2 separate regions of the Zea mays genome follow, and region 1 is linked to region 2. The links are chromatin contacts, called in public Hi-C maps. All regions are on one chromosome and are shown on one strand. Each heading gives the region's core, a stretch centred on a gene start, on an enhancer-like site or on the middle of the called end of the contact. The rest is flanking DNA. Distances are from core to core; before and after follow the strand shown. Region 1 holds the start of LOC100275635. Region 2 holds the start of LOC100382437 (putative dnaJ chaperone family protein).

Region 1 (6,095 bases), core at 361-2,860, 300 kb after region 2:
TAGAGCCTAAATCTTAAATCAGGCTACAAAGCCGCATCCCTACCACTAGCCGTAGAGAACTTTTTTTCCTGTGAAATAATGAAATTAGGAAAGCCTAGAGCCTCCGCACAGGTCGTTGTACGTGTTATTTGAAAACCGTCCTAACGTGGCGTTACAAATGTTGATCTTATCCCGTTTGTTTAGAGCAATAACCTAAATACAACAGGCTAGAAAAACTTACCGAGGGGGAAAAAATATATATATAACAACCTAATCTGCCGAACCAAGCAACCGAGGATAAATACACCAGAAAGAGATATCTCAACACCCTCGTGTCATGGCTGTACTGAACCGTTTTGCGTTCACTGTATCAAGTGGTCATCATCAATAGACGATGTGTGGACGAGGACAGATGTGCGGAAAGCACAGAGCTGAAATTAGCATAAACTAGACCGGCCTTGCTTTCGAACTTGATGCAGGATTCAGCACTAGTCATCAATCAGCGACAAGCCGTGTTAGGTACGGCGGCGCCACCATCGACCGATCCGTCGGCTTTAGGGCTATCTTTAGTCCAGCTTTTATAGGTTCAGAATTCAGAAATAAACTAGCTCCATTTTATAGTGGTAGTTCGTGATAAAAAAAAGAAGAGAACCTGGCCTAATCCAGTAATAACGTGCACAACCGTCGTCAACGCGGAGACCTGTCTGATGTCCGCGACGAATCATTGATCCACCCCGGAGAGGGGAGAAGCAACGAACGACAACCGGAGCGGCGGGCGACCACACGAGATGACTAAACACAGCAGTTTCCGCGCCGTTTCCGTCGCCGAACTGCTAAACTTGGGCCAATCATAGTATTTTTGCAGTTTTGAAACAATACTATATTATTTGATGTGATGATACTATAGTATTTGAGCTCAAAAGGTGTTTGGTTTGTATAGTCAAAACTCAGTTTTAAATACCATGGTTTACCCAAAACTGTGGTATTTTTGGAGTTTTCGAAACTCTACTCATGACCTCGGTTTTTTTCTCTTCTCTCTACATATACTTTGTTTTTTCAATAAAACCAAACAGATCTCGGTTTTGAACAATACTTTAGTTTTACTATGGTAAAGCAATACCGTAGTATTTTTGTCATGTACCATTGTAAACTATGGTATCTCAAAACAAAACTACAGTATTTCAAAATTGCATTTTCAAATTTGTTTACGAACATGTACGAACTACCTAACACTCGTCAGGTACTCGGAGTAGGAGTACGACTCGTGTCGTATTCCATTCCACCTGCAAATGGCCGGAAAAAACGATACGTGGCCAGATACTGTTTGCTGCCGCCGGCGACGTGAAATTCGCACCGGATTCTTTACCCCGCACGACTTTCCGCTGTTAGAGCTAGTTTGTAAGCTTTCTAAGGAATTTTTATTTTCTCAAGAAAAAATAAATTAATTTTTCTTAAAAAAATGAAAATCCCATAAAAAATTAGAATTCTCAAAATAGTCGTGGCCGTCCACACTGCACACACTACCAGCTCCGACTCCGTGCAGGTGCAGCCGCCCCTTTCCCCGGAATCGTCTATTCGATGTGCTCGTCTGACCTCCCTCCTCTCCTGCTGGCGCCCTCGCTTTGCTTCCAATGGGACGGAAAGGAAGGAAACGGTTTGTGTTTGGCGTAAACGGCGACGTGGAAAGCTCACCCGTATACTACAGTAGCAGAATAACGCAATGCGATGGAATCCATCTACTCTCACCAATGCCCAATCACATCTCGACTTGATGCTGCCACCTTTTCCTAATCCAGCTGCTCCAGCCTAGCTCACGTCGCTTCCAACAGACGCCACCAGCCACCGCGCCATCGTCTCAGTGTCACAGCAGGAAGCCGCGCTCCCGCCAGCCGTTAGCTGCTCCCAACAGCGGCGGGATCAGGGCTTGCGATTTGGCAGACGCGAGTCCCCCCACCCCCCCGGCCGCTTACTTCATGCCTCCATGGATCCGGTCGCGGACCCGTCGCCGTCGCGGCGGTCCCTGAAGCGGAGGCCGCCGGCGCGGTCGCCGGAGCTGTCGCCCAAGTCGGGTCCGGGGGCAGGAGAGGCGGCGGCGGAGGGGCTGATCCGGCGGGTAGAGGAGCTGGAGGCGGCGGCGGCGCGGCTGCGCGGGGAGAAGGAGGCGGCGGAGGACGCGGCGCGGGGCCTGCGGCAGGAGCTCGACGCCGAGCGGGCCTCCGCGGAGACGGCGGCCAGCGAGGCCATGCTCATGATCGAGCGCCTGCAGCGGGAGAAGGCCGCCGCGCAGATGGAGGCCCGCCAGTTCAAGCGCTACGCCGAGAGCCGCGAGGACAGGGAGCGCGAGGTCCAGGAGGAGCTCGCCTCGCTCTCCGACCTCGCCGCCTCCTACCACTCCCGCCTCCAGTCCCACGGCATCGACCCGGACTCCTTCACCGACGACGACGATGACGAGTCGTACTCGTACGAGGAGGTGGGCGCCGAAGACGTGGAGCAGATCGGCATGGCCGCGCTGCAGGTGGAGCGGAACGTTCGCGACTCGGGCAGTGGCATGGAGGTGAAAGCCATGGTCGTTGGCAATGACCGCGGGGAGGACGAGGAGGATGCCGACGCCGACGCCGACGACGCGGAGGAGCCGTCGTCCCCCGTGGAGAAGGAATTCGAGTATACGGTGGATGTTACCTGCGCGAGTACAACGAAGCCAGCTACGTCTGTGGTTGCACAGTACGTGGGGGACGGCAACTCGGGGGGGCTGTATGCAAGGGTCGAGGCGCTGGAGGCGGACAGGGCGGCCCTGCGGAGGGAGATCTTCGCTCTGCGGGCGGAGAGGGCACAGCTGGTGATGGCCAGGGAGATGGCGCGGCGGCTCTGCTGGGAGATGGTTGCTGAGCAGAGAGCCATTGTGAAGAAAGCGCTAGTGCCTGCGAGCAGTTTCTCAGTGATCAGGATATGCAAGGTACACATCTTGCTAACCCCATTGGTCATTGTCATCGAACTCTTTTCTGTTTAAATATCATCGATTTTGTTAGTTAAAGGTCCTATTTGGGCACATTTGGAGTATTCAGTCACATTGCAGGGATTCACCTGATAGAAAGGTTTTCCTGCTGTCTTTGGTAAAAATGAAATGTTGGCAAGTCTTTTCTGGACAAGAGAAGTAATTAGATCCTTACATTGCAGTGTCCTGAAATAGCCGCATAATTCGGTGATCTCTTGCTGTGGCTTGGAGGAAATAGTTTTTTAGGATCAGGTGAACTCAAGTGTTATACAGTATAGTGGCAAGATTACACAAAATTAGAGCTTTAGTTTTTGTTTCTCAGCTTCAGTGATGGGGGAGTGGACTACATGTTCCACCTTTTGATATCATTGCAGTGCTTTTGTCATTTTTGGTTAAATTTGTAGGCTGAACTTGCATAGTGAAGTACTTCGGTAAAACTCAAAGTGCTTCAGAAATCAAAATATTGAGAGGAAAACTGATATTTAAGTTTTACGTGATTTTGGTTCTTGGAAAAGTATGTAAGTACTTATCATGGCAGAAATATGTTGCTCTTTTGAGTTCCTTGGTATATGCACACTGGCAAGTGTGTGAGATTAGCATCTTTTCAATAGTTGCATTTTGATCACCATCCTCAGTTGTACTTTTTTAGGTCAGATCTGTTAAAGCATCAACATTAAATTTACAAACTTTTTCTTTAGTTGTTTCGGCGCATAAGGAACTCATCATATTATTGTACCCCCTGTCTGTGTTGTGCAATTATGTTAAGATCCATCGCTGCAGTTGATGTTTGAGTTATTAGACAATGTTACTCGTAAGATTTTTAATATTCTTGTAAGTATCCATATCTATTGGTGGTATCCGCATTTATATTTTTTTCAATTGAATTTAATACACGCCCACATTGATGTTTACAAAAAATGATGCTTGAGTTGTGTGTACGGCACGAGCAAATATTTATGTTGTTCTACCTCATATGCTTAATGTGTAATTCAGTAAATATCCATTAATACAGACCATAATGGAATTACTAGAAACTTATGTCCTCATGTTGTACTATATTTATATTGATGTTTTCAATGGTTATTACACTTTTTATAGAAACTTTGGGTAGAGGAGCTCATTTGCCACTGTTCCCTAATATGCAGAGTAAACTGTCGGGAGCCATTTGAGCTAATTTTTAGTCAACCATCTATTCCAGTTAGGTTTTTCTTCAACATGTCAAGGCATGTTGCTTGCATAGTATTGAGAACTGAAAATTGATACAATGACACCGCAAAATATAGTACAATATATTGTGTTTTGTGCTATCACTGTTTCAATTATGTCAACGCATGAAGTTGTATTTGATACTTCTTGTAGTATGAATTTCCACGCCCACAACATTGCTATGATTCATCCTTGAGAAAACTAAATACCTTTTCTGCAGTGGGTGCTCTCAATACTATTTTGGAGAAACAGAAGCTCTACAGCCAAGTAGGTTACGTTTGGTGGTTTTATCGTACATCTCCTATAATTGTCCGTTCTACTCTGAAGCGAAACTGAACTGGTGCTGCGGATATTTCGTAGGTACACCTTTGGTTTGTCGACTACGTTCCTTGGCCTCCTGCTGCTTCTTGACAGATCCGCATTGTTGAGTTCCTGGCGACGTCTGCCATGGCCACAAAGATGAATGCAACCTTCTCCATACCAACAGCCAAATGCCCTTAAATTCAGAGATTTGAACAGTTAAGCTTTATTGTGCATGTGTATTGATTCTTTGGTGTTTCTTTTTCCTTTTGCCACGTACAGTATTGGAGCTGTACGTTTTTTTTCCTGAAGCTTTGAGCTGCCGTATAGTGTGTAATTTAGACTACTAGGCTTGAATAGTTTGTAATTTGGGGCGACATGCTCTGTATAGAGTGTACATCATAGTAAGTTGTGGAACTCCGATTTGTTTTGTATCGTCGTGGTGACCTTGCTTAATGTCAGATGTCGAAGGCCATTACGAGGCCTTTTTTCGACGTTTTTGAAGCTGTAGATAAGGTGATTTTGTATTTTTATTATTACATGGTCCCGACTTGTTTAAAATCTCGCCCCCTTGCGAGAAAAATAGTGCGGGCTTGATTGTAGAATGTCCCTGGTTTGTTACAAGGGTACGGATACCACTGGGTCTGTTTTACAAATAGTATTTGCGCAAGTTGACTACATTCCATGACTGCTCGAGGTCTACGTCTGTTGTGAAAGTCACCTAAAGGGGGTGAATAGACGAAACCTGAAATTTATAAACTTAAGCACACACTAAGGTTGGAGGTTAGCATTAGAATTAAATTCAAGTTAAAAAAAGAGGGGAAAACAAATTAAACAAGAATCAAGGCGAGTGAACACGATGATTTATTTTATCGAGGTTCGGTTCCAAAGAACCTAGTCCCCGTTGAGGAGATCACAAAGATCGGGTCTATTTCAACTCTTTCCCTCTCTCAAACGGTCACTTATATCGAGTGAGCCTTCTCCTCAATCAATCAGGTCACTAAAACCACGCAACGACCACCACACACTTAGGTGTATCTTGCTTTGATTACAAGTCACTTGAGAACAAGAACGAGAAAGGAAGAAAGGCAATCCAAGAAACAAGAGCGCAAAAGAACACGAACACATTCTCTCTCATGTCACTAAATAGTTGAGATGAATTCTAGACTTGGAGATGGTTTGATCTTTGGAAATGTGTCTTGGAGTGAATGCACTAGCTCTTGTATTGAATATGATCTCTGAAAAACTTGGATGCCAAAGATTATGTTGGTTGGGGGTATTTATAGCCCCCAACCACCTTGGTAGCCGTTGGCCAAGGCTGCTGGCGATGGACGCACCGGACAGTCCGGTGCGCCACTGGACAGGTACTTTGCGCTGTCCGGTGCGCTGCCACGTCAGCCAACCGTTAGGGTTTGGAGCTGGTCGACTGTTGGAGGCTTTATCCTCTTGCGGCACTGGACAGTCCGGTGCCCTTTGACTTCTGCCGTGGCACTGTAGCCCACCGTAGCACTTTGCAGAGTCGACCGCTGGCGCTGGATAGCCGTTGCCCGCTGGCTCACCGGACAGTCCGGTGGCACACCGGACAGTCCGGTGAATTATAGCGGAGCGCGCCCTGGAA
Region 2 (5,865 bases), core at 1,630-4,129:
ATCAGCTTACCCATCTATATCCCATATTTACACTTCACTCTTCAAATAGTGACCATATGTGTGATATACCGAAGACAATGACCTTAGTTAGGTAATACTTCAGATGGAAGTATGGAACCAACTAGAGATGGGCCTGTCGGTACCATGTAAACGAGGTACCCCTTACCACTACCTTAAGGCCAGGTTAACCTACCATAGAAGGTCCTGGCCTTACATGTGTATGGCGCTTGGGCAGCAGGCGCCAAGTCCTAGGACCCCTAGCAAACGAAAAGCCTGAGGTTCGCTTCCTACAAGCAACTTCTGGACTCACGCCTGGTGATGGCAGGGGTCCGAGGTCACCAAAAGGTCTCTAGACTCATATCATAAGCCTTCGTCCAAAAGGAAGCTCCCTGCTAGCAGCCACACCACACACATTTATTGCAGAGTGACCAAAAGTTACACGGTAGGCTACGAGGTGCGAAGTGTGGAGGCCCTACGGTTTGACAATACCACTCGTATATCACCAAGGAGCACGGTAACCCACCTGCACTGCATGCATTCAATGCCTGCTTAGAGCAGCGCAAGTTATCGAGACACTTATCTCGGGCATGTAAGCAGCGGCATTATGAAGCGCCATTTGGCTGCTCAGCACCCCCACTGCTGTGTAGACCAGATGTGACAACACGAAGATATAAGATTAGATCCATTGCGCATCAGCGCATCTAGCCCTAGCGATGTTAGTATGGAGGCAACAAGAAGAGCGCGCCTAGTCATCAAGTCAGTGCAATATCCGGGGAAGAATATATTAGCCCTCCAATGTACTTATAACTCTAGGAAACATGTATTTAAGGCAGGCACGATGGGCCCACTTGTCGGGGGCCGCCATCCTTGTATGTGTCCCTTTTCGCTATAAAAGGGAGGACATGTGATGCAAAAAGGACAGGCTGAGACATATGTTGAGGCTCTGAACTCTCAAAGCAATACAACTCATAGTGGATATGTAGATTATTACGCTCCGGCGGTCTGAACCACTCTAATCCTTGTGTTCTTGAGTTTCTTCGATTAGATAGGCAGGTACTTGAACTCCTCCCTCAGCTCAGAATCAGGGCGGGTGCACTCCGTCACCCCGTCAGAGGATTTCTCCTTCGACAGGGCCTTAGCTAGGTAATACTTCGGATGGAGGTATGGAACCATACTAGAGATGACAACGGAGAATTTCCCATGAGAGAATAACTCCTCATCCCTGTTCCCGCGACGAAAATATTTCCCTGCAGGGATCCACATGAATGCTTACGGGGGACATTTCTTCCTCATACCCGTTTACCGTGTGATAAATCCTCCACGGGGATCCCCGTTCCCGTTTAAATTATAATTAGGGTGTATGTCCTTTTGTTATTAATGCAAAACGATGTCACTTATACACATTGTTTGATGTAAAAAAATATTGTGTACATCAAAATGAATATAATTGGACAATTTCTTGACAAGTTATTTATTTATTATATCATTAATTATTACAGAAAACATTGTCACGTGCAATTTTAATGGGTCTCCACGGAAAATGAGGATAAGAATGCTTCCTCATCCCCTTTCCCCATTCCAGTTTATCTGTTGAGGGAGTACTTTTCACCGTTTACATCCTATGAGAAAGAAACTTCAGCATCCCTATTTTCTAATAGACAAATTTCTTGTAATGAGTAGAGGATCGAGCCATTGACATCTCTAAGCCAAACTTAAAAGGTTCTTGACTTCTTTCTAGTTTCCAGAACATGCGGATCTCCTCATAAGATGACTTAGGGGGTGTTTGGTTTGTAGGGACTAATGTTTAGTCCCATTATTTTATTCCATTTTAGACTATAAATTGTCAAATTTAGAAACTAGAATAGAGTTTTAGTTTCTATATTTAGCAATTTTGCAACTAAAATGAAATAAAATGTATAGACTAAAAATTAGTCCCTAGAAACCAAACACCCCCTTACTTCTCGCCAACATGGCCCGGGGACCCCACTCGACGACCACAGCCACGCCCACGCAGCAATCGAGTCGTGTCAACACGCGCTCCAGTAGCCCCACGCCCATTTAGTTTATCTCCAACCATTCCCCCTCTCAAATCCTCTTATTAGTACTTTCTAATTATATTTAAATAACTCCCTCTCAACCATTCTTCTCCTATTTTATACCTCAGTTTTTAGAGTTTTAAAAAAGTACTACTATATTTACAGTACCTTAATACACATTGCTATCTATCAATTAAACTCAAAAAACTAATTTTACACTAAATACAAATCAATTAGTAGATTTACCTCTCACCCCGCTAGAGGGCCAAGCGGGCGCCGTTGGGGCCGGCCGGGGAGCTCTAGCCCCTGTTTGTTTCGACTTTTCACAGCTTCTGGCCACCAAAAGCTACTGTGGATTGCCAAACACTCAGATTTTTAGCCAGCTTTTATAAAATTCGTTTGGGTAAAAACCATTGAAAATCAACATAAACATATAATCGGTTGAGTCGTCGCAATAGTAGTAATTCGTCACTTTATAGATCATGAGCCTCATGGACAACTTTATCTTCCTCTGCACGTAATCTTAATGATACTCAGATTCTCTACACAGCCAGATTGTCTCGATAGCTAGATTCTCAGAAAAGCTGGTCAGAAAATAGCTGAACCAAACAACTTGTACTCCACCCTATAGCCGACACGGAGAGGGACTCGTTGGAGTCCGCCTCACAGGAAGGCCCCGGAAGCATCTGGAAGCTGCGGCGGACACCGCCCGATCCGCATCTGACGGGCCGCGAGCCACTCGCCCCCGCCTCTTGCAGCTTCCAGCGCATTCACTCCCGACCACCAGTCCCGATGCTATAACTACCCTCGTTGTTCTATCTCCTCCTCACAAACCTCTCCTGGCACGAGATCACGCTTCTCGTTGGATCGAACAGCTAGGGTTTCCAAGATGTTCGGGCGCGCGCCGAAGAAGAGCGACAACACACGGTACTACGAGATCCTCGGGGTCTCCAAGGACGCGTCCCAGGATGACCTCAAGAAAGCCTACCGCAAGGCCGCCATCAAGAACCACCCCGACAAGGGCGGCGATCCCGAGAAGGTGAGCGCGCGTGCTGGTCTCCTCCTCTAGCTCCGATCTGTCCGCGGCGGGGAGTAGTAGGCGGGTTGTCATGTTTCCGGCGACGTCGAAACGGTTCGCTAGGCCGATTTCTTTTGGTGCCGGTCGTTGTGGGAGAGGGGCGGTTGATTGAATCTGAGAGGTGTGGAATTAGATGGTTCTAATCAATGGTTGGCGATGGTGGAGGGATTCGTACGGGGAAGTAGCCAAGTAGGTACATGTTGCATGGAAACTGTTACGAATTATGGCTGCTACCGAGACACATCTAGAGCTGTTCATGCCCCTGGAATTACTCGCTCTATGCGGTTTTGATCTGTATATTAATTAACAACTATTTACTCAAAAGATTGTTGACGCTCTATACGGTTTTGATCGTATGTTAATTAACAATTAATTACTCAAAAGATTGTTGATCAAGCAAAGTCTTGTTTAGTCCGCTAGTATAGTGGCTATATATATAGTACCGTTTTAGTCTGGTTAGACCTGTTTGTTGTTTTGTAATAGATGGTTGGTTTGCTAGTGATAGTATAATGGTCAGAGTTGTAGCTTTTGATGAAAAAAATGTGAAATTGTTTGCCAAACTTACTTGAGGAACTGAGGGACTTTGCTTACTTCAATTTCCATGACCTGAATACTGTAGTGTGCTCTATCCACTGATTCTGAAAATTGATGCACTGTTTTGAATCCCTGAATTGTTGGATGAATGCTTTGACCCTAAAGATGCTCCACTTATTTGAATTGTGGACCATAGACGAATGCCCTGATTCTGAAAAATGTCAACGTGCACATTCTTACACAGTATGGTCACTCGTCAACCTTGTAGTTCTATTTGATTCTTTGAATGGTTTATACCAGATGTTATCATTCAACTAGTGTTGTTAGAACCAGTGGTGATGTATATATAGGTCATTTTACCCAATCTGCATGAATACGGTGATGATTGATTGTAAGTCTGTAATCTGTATAAATGGTCGAATGGAGCTGTTGATTTCTGATTGAGATGAAAACTAAGAGTTCATGCTTTTGTTTCAGTTCAAGGAGCTAGCTCAGGCTTATGAGGTCCTCAGTGATCCTGAAAAGCGGGAGATTTATGATCAATATGGTGAGGATGCCCTCAAGGAGGGAATGGGAGGTGGTGGAGGGATGCACGATCCCTTTGACATATTCCAGTCATTCTTTGGTGGTGGAAGCCCTTTTGGAGGTATGTTACATAACAAAAAGCTGATGCAATGACATTGACATTGAGAAGCACATATGTAGTTCTCATGCTGTATGTACTTGTCCGAAGGTGGTGGCAGCAGTAGGGGCAGAAGGCAGCGAAGGGGAGAGGATGTGGTTCATCCTCTAAAGGTTTCTCTGGAGGATTTGTACAATGGCACATCAAAGAAGCTCTCTCTGTCCCGCAGTGTCCTCTGCTCCAAGTGCAATGGGTGGGTCATCTGTATCCATAGGGATGCCGTATGTTTTATAGATCAGATTTTCAGTATCTCATCATGGTGTGCTGTAATCCTGCAGTAAGGGTTCAAAGTCTGGAGCTTCATCGAGGTGTGCTGGTTGCCAAGGTTCTGGCTTTAAGGTCCAAATCCGGCAGTTGGGGCCTGGAATGATCCAGCAAATGCAGCATCCTTGCAACGAGTGCAAGGGTTCTGGAGAGACAATCAGCGACAAGGATAGATGCCCACAGTGCAAGGGTGATAAAGTTGTGCAGGAGAAGAAGGTTCTTGAAGTGTTTGTGGAGAAAGGCATGCAGAATGGGCAGAAGATCACATTCCCTGGTGAAGCTGATGAAGCGGTATGAACTGATTCTGTCCTTGCCAATCGTCAATTTGGTTCCTTGTTATTGCTATATGTGCCAAATAGACCTTGGGTCCTAACCTAGCTATCTGGTGATTGTGTGCAGCCTGACACTGTCACTGGAGATATCATTTTTGTTCTCCAGCAGAAGGAGCATCCCAAGTTCAAGAGAAAGGGCGATGACCTCTTCTACGAGCACACCCTGACCTTGACTGAATCTCTGTGTGGCTTCCAGTTTGTTGTGACTCACTTGGATAACAGGCAGCTGCTGATCAAATCAAATCCGGGCGAAGTTGTGAAGCCTGGTGGGTGGATCTGAACATGAATGACTCTGCCTTGGTGCATCTGGCCAATGCTCACTGTTTAATTACGAACTTGCGCAGATTCTTTCAAGGCGATCAACGACGAAGGCATGCCCATGTACCAGAGGCCGTTCATGAAGGGCAAGCTGTACATCCACTTCTCGGTGGAGTTCCCGGACTCGCTGAGCCCGGAGCAGTGCAAGGCCCTGGAGGCTGTGCTCCCGCCCAAGCCGGTGTCGCAGTACACCGACATGGAGCTGGACGAGTGCGAGGAGACGATGCCCTATGACGTGAACATCGAAGCGGAGATGCGGAGGCGGCAGCAGCAGCACCAGGAGGCCTACGACGAGGATGAGGACATGCCGGGCGGCGCGCAGAGGGTGCAGTGCGCCCAGCAGTAGGCAGCAGTTTGGTAGCGGTGATAAAATATTTGACGGCGGCGGAAAAATTTGTGCGACTACTGTTAGGTCCAACCGTCCAATTTTACACGCGCGTATTAATGTTATGATCATACTTGTCTTTGTTTATTATGTATGTTTTGCGTTACGGGATCTGTGCGGATTAGTTCTAGGCGATGTTTAGATTCAATTTGGTGTTGCTACTAGCAGCGATCTCCAACCCATATGACAGTTGGAACGTGACTGTGCCTGCTATTTCCTCGATCCTGATCTGTCCG

The links. A called contact is a pair of places that touch in the nucleus more often than the background predicts.
Region 1: a contact with region 2 is called in a Hi-C map of leaf, with 5 times the contacts expected there. The contact joins the promoter of LOC100275635 here to the promoter of LOC100382437 in region 2. A contact is called at or near these places in 2 of 25 Hi-C or Micro-C datasets (endosperm and leaf).

The regions. Positions count from the first base shown.
Region 1 is chr1:293,014,572-293,020,666 of Zm-B73-REFERENCE-NAM-5.0, forward strand. LOC100275635 reads left to right here and starts at 1,611. Exons shown (of 3, transcript NM_001149682.2): 1 at 1,611-2,932; 2 at 4,398-4,444; 3 at 4,538-4,974. The coding sequence starts at 1,961. The coding sequence ends at 4,640.
Region 2 is chr1:292,712,325-292,718,189 of Zm-B73-REFERENCE-NAM-5.0, forward strand. LOC100382437 (putative dnaJ chaperone family protein) reads left to right here and starts at 2,880. Exons shown (of 6, transcript NM_001175179.1): 1 at 2,880-3,075; 2 at 4,126-4,294; 3 at 4,382-4,523; 4 at 4,609-4,885; 5 at 4,994-5,192; 6 at 5,271-5,865. The coding sequence starts at 2,926. The coding sequence ends at 5,590.